Linked DNA regions of Mus musculus: region 2 is linked to region 1. The links are chromatin contacts, called in public Hi-C maps. All regions are on one chromosome and are shown on one strand. Each heading gives the region's core, a stretch centred on a gene start, on an enhancer-like site or on the middle of the called end of the contact. The rest is flanking DNA. Distances are from core to core; before and after follow the strand shown. Region 1 overlaps Gmds (GDP-mannose 4, 6-dehydratase). Region 2 has its middle 30 kb from the start of Gm40876.

What was found. Hi-C and Micro-C count contacts between places; a contact is called where the count stands out from the background.
Region 2: a Hi-C map of muscle stem cells shows a contact between it and region 1, with 2.7 times the contacts expected there. The contact joins two enhancer-like sites. A contact is called at or near these places in 2 of 484 Hi-C or Micro-C datasets (muscle stem cells and nephron progenitors) and 1 of 115 datasets of contacts at active chromatin or transcription factors (astrocytes).

Annotation. Positions count from the first base shown.
Region 1 is chr13:32,258,626-32,262,152 of GRCm38.p6, reverse strand. All of the region lies in intron 1 of Gmds (GDP-mannose 4, 6-dehydratase), which reads left to right. Among named protein-coding and RNA genes, the nearest start is that of Gm52055, 26 kb to the right of the region's middle. Within about 2 kb of position 2,187, at least 31 of the 459 cell types and tissues checked have an H3K27ac peak or open chromatin away from gene starts, as enhancers often do. A contact at or near this core is called in muscle stem cells, where this site is marked.
Region 2 is chr13:32,493,469-32,496,731 of GRCm38.p6, reverse strand. No RefSeq gene overlaps it. Among named protein-coding and RNA genes, the nearest start is that of Gm40876, 30 kb to the right of the region's middle. Within about 2 kb of position 1,336, at least 35 of the 459 cell types and tissues checked have an H3K27ac peak or open chromatin away from gene starts, as enhancers often do. A contact at or near this core is called in muscle stem cells, where this site is marked.

The sequences.
Region 1 (3,527 bases), core at 938-3,437:
GTCAGAATTACTGTCTTTTAAAAAAGATACTTATTTTTTATTATTTTTAACTATGTGTGTACATGTTTGTGTATGAACATATGAGTACAGGTGCTTTCGAAGGCCAGATGAGGGTGTCAGATCCACTGGAGCTAGAGCTAAGGAGGCTGCAAGCTGTTCTTCATGGGTCTTGGCAACCAAGCTTGAATCCTGCAAGAGCTGTAAGAACTCTTAACCATTGAACTGCCTTTCTAGCCCCCCCCCAAATTAAATAACTTTACCTTTGTTATACTTAGACAAATATATACAAATGTATTGCTTCAGTACCTTTGAGGATGCCCTAGCAGTCGAGACATAGCTACAGGAATTTTGCAAATGTGGTGCAGTCCAATCATATTCATATTCAACCTTTTCAAACTACTTAGGAGCTATGAACCTAGTGTTGTCTTTGTGCATTTTTGTGGGCTAGAAAGAGATAGCCTATATTAAGTATTGCATAATGATAGAGGTAATAATAATACTTAGAAAGTTTAGTCAACCAAAAGAACTTTTCCAATTTATTTAGTAGTTAGAATTAGGACTTAGTTTATGGTCAATATCTACAAAGTTGCACAAACATCCAATCTTTTGAATATTCTGTAGTTTCAGTTATCACCAACTCTTAATCCAGAGTAATTGCTTGCTTATGATAGGTGGAAATAATTTCATTGACCAGTTTAGAATTTGACGTGCTAAGTTTGCACATTTAAATGGACATCAAAAGATGTTGAGGACAATGCAGTAAAAGGTAATATCTAATCTGATGTTGGACTTTCCACTCTTGAAACTCTGTGGAGACAGCTTTGTAGAAGTTTGAGAAGTGGACTTAAGAACCAAAAACATAATACTGAAAATTTTAAGCATATTTCGACCTTGATTGGAAGTTATTCAGTTTGTTGCTGTCCTTGTTTCAATGGCACTGATCTCTAAGTGCATGTTTCTAAATGGAAATCATTTGGCAGATCTTTATCATCTCCTATAACATATTATATAGAAAAATTTTTGAAAGAAATGATAAATTACAAACTCTAAGAATACTGTGGTCTCTAAATATTTTTTCTTGAGCACATTGCTATTACTGTGGTAGACTTTCTGTCTCGCATGCACACTACATGAAGATAGTCTTAAAAACATTTTTCTTCCACTTCCAGTATGTAAGGTAATTTAAAGATAGATTGAAAGACAGAAGAAAAGGTAAAAGAAAATTCATATGGCCCCAAACCTTGGGACTTAGTTAATGCCCACAGTTCTAGTTGGGATCTGCTGTGTCCTGAGTCTTCCCACAGCTTGTAAAGGTGGCTAAAAATAGTCACAGTTGGGTTCTGTCGACCAACAAATAGGGAAAGCTGGAGGTGTGTTGGTGAAATATACTTCAAAGTAATTTATTTTGACGCTTTTAAAAGGCTTCTTTGTAAATGCACTTTTAAATAGTAGTTCTGTTTCCTTGAATCTACGCAAAAGCATAAAATAGGCTGCATTCAGGAGAACTGGCGTGGGAATATTTTGAGCTCAGTTTCTGCTTGTGTTGGGACAGCTGCTCCACTTGTGCACTGCCCTGTAGCTTTTAAAAGCCCTGAGTTCAGGTGGCTAGAACAGCTTTCTCTGGCTGAGTTTTACACAATTCTTACGTGCATGTTTATTGTGTGCCTGTTCACAGGGGTGTTGTGGTTAAATTATCTACCAATCAGGTTTTAAATAAGAGGAAATGCATATAAATGAACCAACATTTGCTAGTGGTTTGAGCTGTTCTTTTAAAAATACATCTTGTTCTCTTTGCCCTGTTTCTACAATTTCAAATTCTTTCTGTTTACATGATTGGCAGTGGAACCTGGACCTTGTGCACATTGAGCAGGCATTTGTCTACTGATTATATATAGATCACTGCCATTGTATTTATGAGGAACTATCTACCTTTTCTTTTTTATTCATATATAAAATGTCTAAGGTAGCCTTAGGCAAGCAAAAAGACTGTAGTGCTTTTGTTGTTTTCTGGTTTTTTTTTTCCTGTGTTTTTATATTGCTGAGTTTTTGTTTTCTTACTGGTGAAATAATGACATTGAGTTGACCTTTAGAGTTTTTCCAGTGTCGTTTGTGATTCCTAAGAGTGGATTGGTAGTGCAGTGGCATCTGGGCCAGGGATGTGCTGTGTAGAAGGGTAGTCAGTTATTCACCTCTGGGCTGTCTACAGAATTTCTGCTTAGTCATACATGGTGCTTCTCTGGGCTTCCTCAGATTTTGGGATTTTTCTCCCTAAATGATACTTCTTTTCACACAGTTGAGCAAAACCACACCAGGATGCGATGTTTTAGTGAGTCTATGTCGTCAGTACTATTAACTTTCCTAGTTGTGAGCCCAAACCATAGCCAGAGGAGGCTTTTGAGTCTTGTGTTTACACTTTGCTGCCCTACTTAGGACTTCGAAGTACATGTTGAGACACTGAAAGACCCATTAACTGGAGGTTTTCACACTACAAATCTGTATTTACCACACTCGGCTTAGTCACACCAGCATTTAATTTATTTTGGATCAGTCCCTCTAGCAAGGAACTTAAGGTTTTACTACTCCAAAAATGCTTTTGAAAGTTATTTACTCTCTTGCTCACTCAACATTCTGACAAAAATGTGAAAATGCTCCCAGGAATAGTAAAAGTGTGTTTCTGAACACTGGGTTGAGACAGGAATTTAATTCTATGGTTCTGGTGCCCCAGTTGAGAATGTGTAGCATAGAGCAGCCTTTACATGGGGTTGCACACATGGTTATTTTACATTAGGTACTTCTAGCATATTTCAAATTGCATTTGTATTTAAATACTTTTTTTTAAAAAAGAGAAACTGTCAGCAGCACATCTGTTCCATTATGTTTAAAAACGTGGCTACTTTTAGTTTCTAAGTTGCTGAATTATCTAGTATCATGGGAATTATTCTAAGCTTACAGCATTTACTTGGATACATTTATATATATATATATATATATATATATTGAGCACCATAGAGAAAAATTCTGTATTTTCAGTATGATATGTTTTGTAAGGATCTCATTAAGAAATGAAACTCTGTGAACAAACCAGATTATTGCCATTCTCTTGATGGGTGCTGTTGGCATATGGGTAGGGATGATAAATGAAGTGGATGCAGCATGATGATCTCGGAATGATGCAGAGGTTTCCAGTGCCTTCACGCCAGACTAGAGATAATTAATGTCAAAGTTCCAAAATTATAGCAATCTCATGTCTGTACGTTTTTCTTCCCCATTTGGAATATTATCAAAATATCCTTTTGGAACAAGTAACTGGAAACTTAATGTTCAGAGTCTCATGCATCTCTTTTGGGCTGGCAACCAGTATCACGTACCACTGAAATTAGGGACTCTCAACATGCATGTGAGAGTGAGGGAGGTGGGTATTGCTTTCAACTCTTGGCACTGCCTGCCATGTCAGAGGTTTCAGTGATTACCGTTTTGATTGTCTTCATGAATTTTTTTTTTTTTTCAGACCATGACTTTCACATTTT
Region 2 (3,263 bases), core at 87-2,586, 240 kb before region 1:
GTGAAGATCAACCTTGTCTTTCCACTGTGGTCTGCTGCTCCCCGCCCCCAGCCTCTTCTCTCAGAAGCTGTTCTACTCCAACAATACCTCTGTAGATGCCCTCCCCAATGAGAAAGAGACACATTCCACAACTATCTTCCACCCAGATAACTTTGCTAGGTTCAGGTTGCAACCACAGTTTCCTCATCCTTTCAAGGCCCTAGTCCCAGTGAGTTGACATTCCCCTAAGCTCCCACCTCCCACACAGCTCACACTACTCTTGCGACTCTCTTTGTTCTATGGAGGCCTGGAGGACAGGGACACATGCCCATCGTGTTATTGCTTGGAACAGCAGTTGGCACATTATGAGCTTGCATGTGTTTGATGAATGAGTGAATGATGGGTAGACAGAAGGCAGGGCCACAACCCTGTTCTACCCAAGCTCAACTCTCACTCTGAAGGAAGATAGGCATCCCTGCACTTCCCTTAGAAAATGATGTACGTGAGCCCTGGACCTGCACGACTAGAAGACACTGAATGAGAGCACCTTACGTTTCTGCCCATTTGGCAGCCCCCACATGGCCTCCCACCATCAGATGTCTCCCTCAGCTTTCAAATCACTAAAGGCATGCCTTCATGTTCCCCCAGATAATTCTTCGTGCATAAGCAGGGGTCAGACTCCACCATGCCCACGTGACAGATTAGATTCTGTTCTTCGGGGCTTCCCACATGGTCTCTCTGTCACACTGTGCATGTATGTTGAGTGGGCAGCGCAAAGAGAGAGCGCTAGCTTTTGATTTCTCTTCTTCCTTCACCACACTAACCTCTTCAAGATGCCTCATCTATGATTTCAATCCAAACCACAGAAGTAAAATGCCAGGCATAGTGGAATACCACCCCACTGCCTGCAGTCTCAGCTCTGGGGAAGATTGTGAGTCTGGGTTACAGTGAGACCTTGTTTCACATTTTAAAACAATAATAATAATGAAGGAAGAAGGAAGCAAGGAATGAAAGGAGGGAAGGGGAGCAAGCGGGGAGAAAACCACATTTTCTAATTTACCATTTTCTACATATTACAGTTGGACGTGGAAGGCGACACAGTGAAGGCGGTTCTTTTCCCTGTAATATCACAGGTCCTTATAAGAGGATATCAACTATACACGGGACAGCTTCCCAAGTCAAAGAAGCTTAACAAGAGTGGGCCATCAACACTAACCTAAGTCCTACTCTACTCTGAAATCTACCCTAAGATTGTCCAGGGAGTCACAGGACCCACTAAGTTCACTGTGCACCTCTCCAGTGTGAAATGATATGGAGACTCCAGTCAGCTAAACACTTCTTGTTTTCTCTTTAGTAAATGAGTATGTGTTGGCGATTTTTTATTGCGTAATAAAACCAGCATGAAATGAACTTGCTCCAGTTTGTCCCCATTCTTTAAAACCACCGTGCCTTCCTTCTCTTGGCCTGTTTTTTTTTTTTTTTTTTTAATCTGGCATCCTGCCTTGACCTCAGCTTGGTGTTCAGTGGAGCGATGGCCACAGCCTCAGGCAGGAAGCTTCCGCTGGGTCAGGGTGTCCTGCTGTCTGCCCATTTGGGGATCCGCATGGTATGGACAGACTCTGGGATCAGTTTGCACCCCAGGGGGAGTTGGCCTCTGTGGATATTGCTTTTATAGACTGCTTGTTTCTGGCTCTGCTTTTTTTTTTTTTATTATTACATTCCTTTGCAATTCTAGCAGCTGTTTTTGTCAAGAGTCTTAATAAAGTTTGAACTGTTAAGCGAACTTTATGGAAATTGGTCACAGAAGTGTATGTGGCACCTTTAGTGAAGCAGAGGCAGAATTGCCCCTGGCCTGCAGTGACAAACAAGCCGAAAAGTGTAGGTGAAAGACAGTCACTTGACGGTGGATTTTTAACCTGGATTTCTCAGAATCTGATGTCTCCCGAAGTATCGCTTTCTTTAACTCTATTTAGCACAGTTTTCAAAAGTGTTTGGTTACACAGCCTCACTTAAGGAGCGTCGTTGAGGGCTGTGAAAGGGTTACATTTGCTTGGCTTGGCTTCTGTCCGGTGCTGCTTCTCCTTGGAAGTCAATGCTTGGAAGAATCAGACTTAGAGACATAGCAGAATCATCGAGTCTAAGTTTCTAAAACCGACTAAGATGCTACCAGCTTCTTCCTTTTATGAAGCACACTAAAACATCACCCCTCTCATTCAGTGTACTCATCTGGCAGTGACCTTAGCTTGATCCAACAGTGTCCTCTGAGCCCAAGAATCTGAACTCCTTCCAAATACACCCGACTTATAATTCCCCCCTAACACTTCACACGCCACTGGGGTGGAAGAATCATTTGCCAACAGACCAAAACTAACTGCTCGTCTTTCTTGAATGTGACTTCACACACGTTCTTGAATAAAACAGACTTAAGAGAGCAATAAACTTCGACAGGTAGCCCACCCTCCCAAATCCTTCCTTACAATGAGGCATCAATGGGACACTTTGAGAACTCATTTTGCCACCAACACTAAGTAAAATGTCATCTAGCAGCACTACTCTAAGAGAAATAACCGACTCTAGAGTAAAAGGCAAGTACTTCGGGCTTAAGACATGCAAAACGCAATGGTGGGACCGAGAAGCTTATGAAACCTACACTTCACTAACACTTGGTGTTGACTCAGAGTCACGGTTGGAATACTAGGTGACCCCAGAGGCCAGCCTAAGTGTAGTAGTCACGCTGGGGAGGAGGCATTGCTCCCAGACTTCAGTGACTATAAAATAAACAGACATCTCTGCCCTGCCAGATGGACAGGGTAAAGGGCACAGCAAACGCTTAGATGCTGTGGGACCTGAGTCAGCACACATCCAGCTCCTGGATTGGCTGCTGAGATCTGCAGGGGATCTCTCTTTCCTTTTGTCCATCATGATCTGCTGCAATATAAGGGAGGAGAACAAACAAGATAAAGAGCCTTCCGTTCTTCGTGACGATGTCTTGCTAAAACTCACTGAAGACGATTTTCAATCCCTTTCTTAATCCCCACCTAGAATTGGAGTACACTTCATATCGTTTTTGCTTTTTAGAAAAACTAATGGTGCAAGCCCAACCCATCACTTCTGTTGATAACCTCACACCTGTGCTTGCAACAGTGGGGGAACCCACCTTTAACATGACAGACCTACTTAAAACTCCTGGCTCCGGCTTTCTCTTCACAGACCACGAAAGCATGCATTCCCTTTAGCAGACAGTGGAGGGCGATGTTGTACCGGTGTGCTCCCACACATAAACC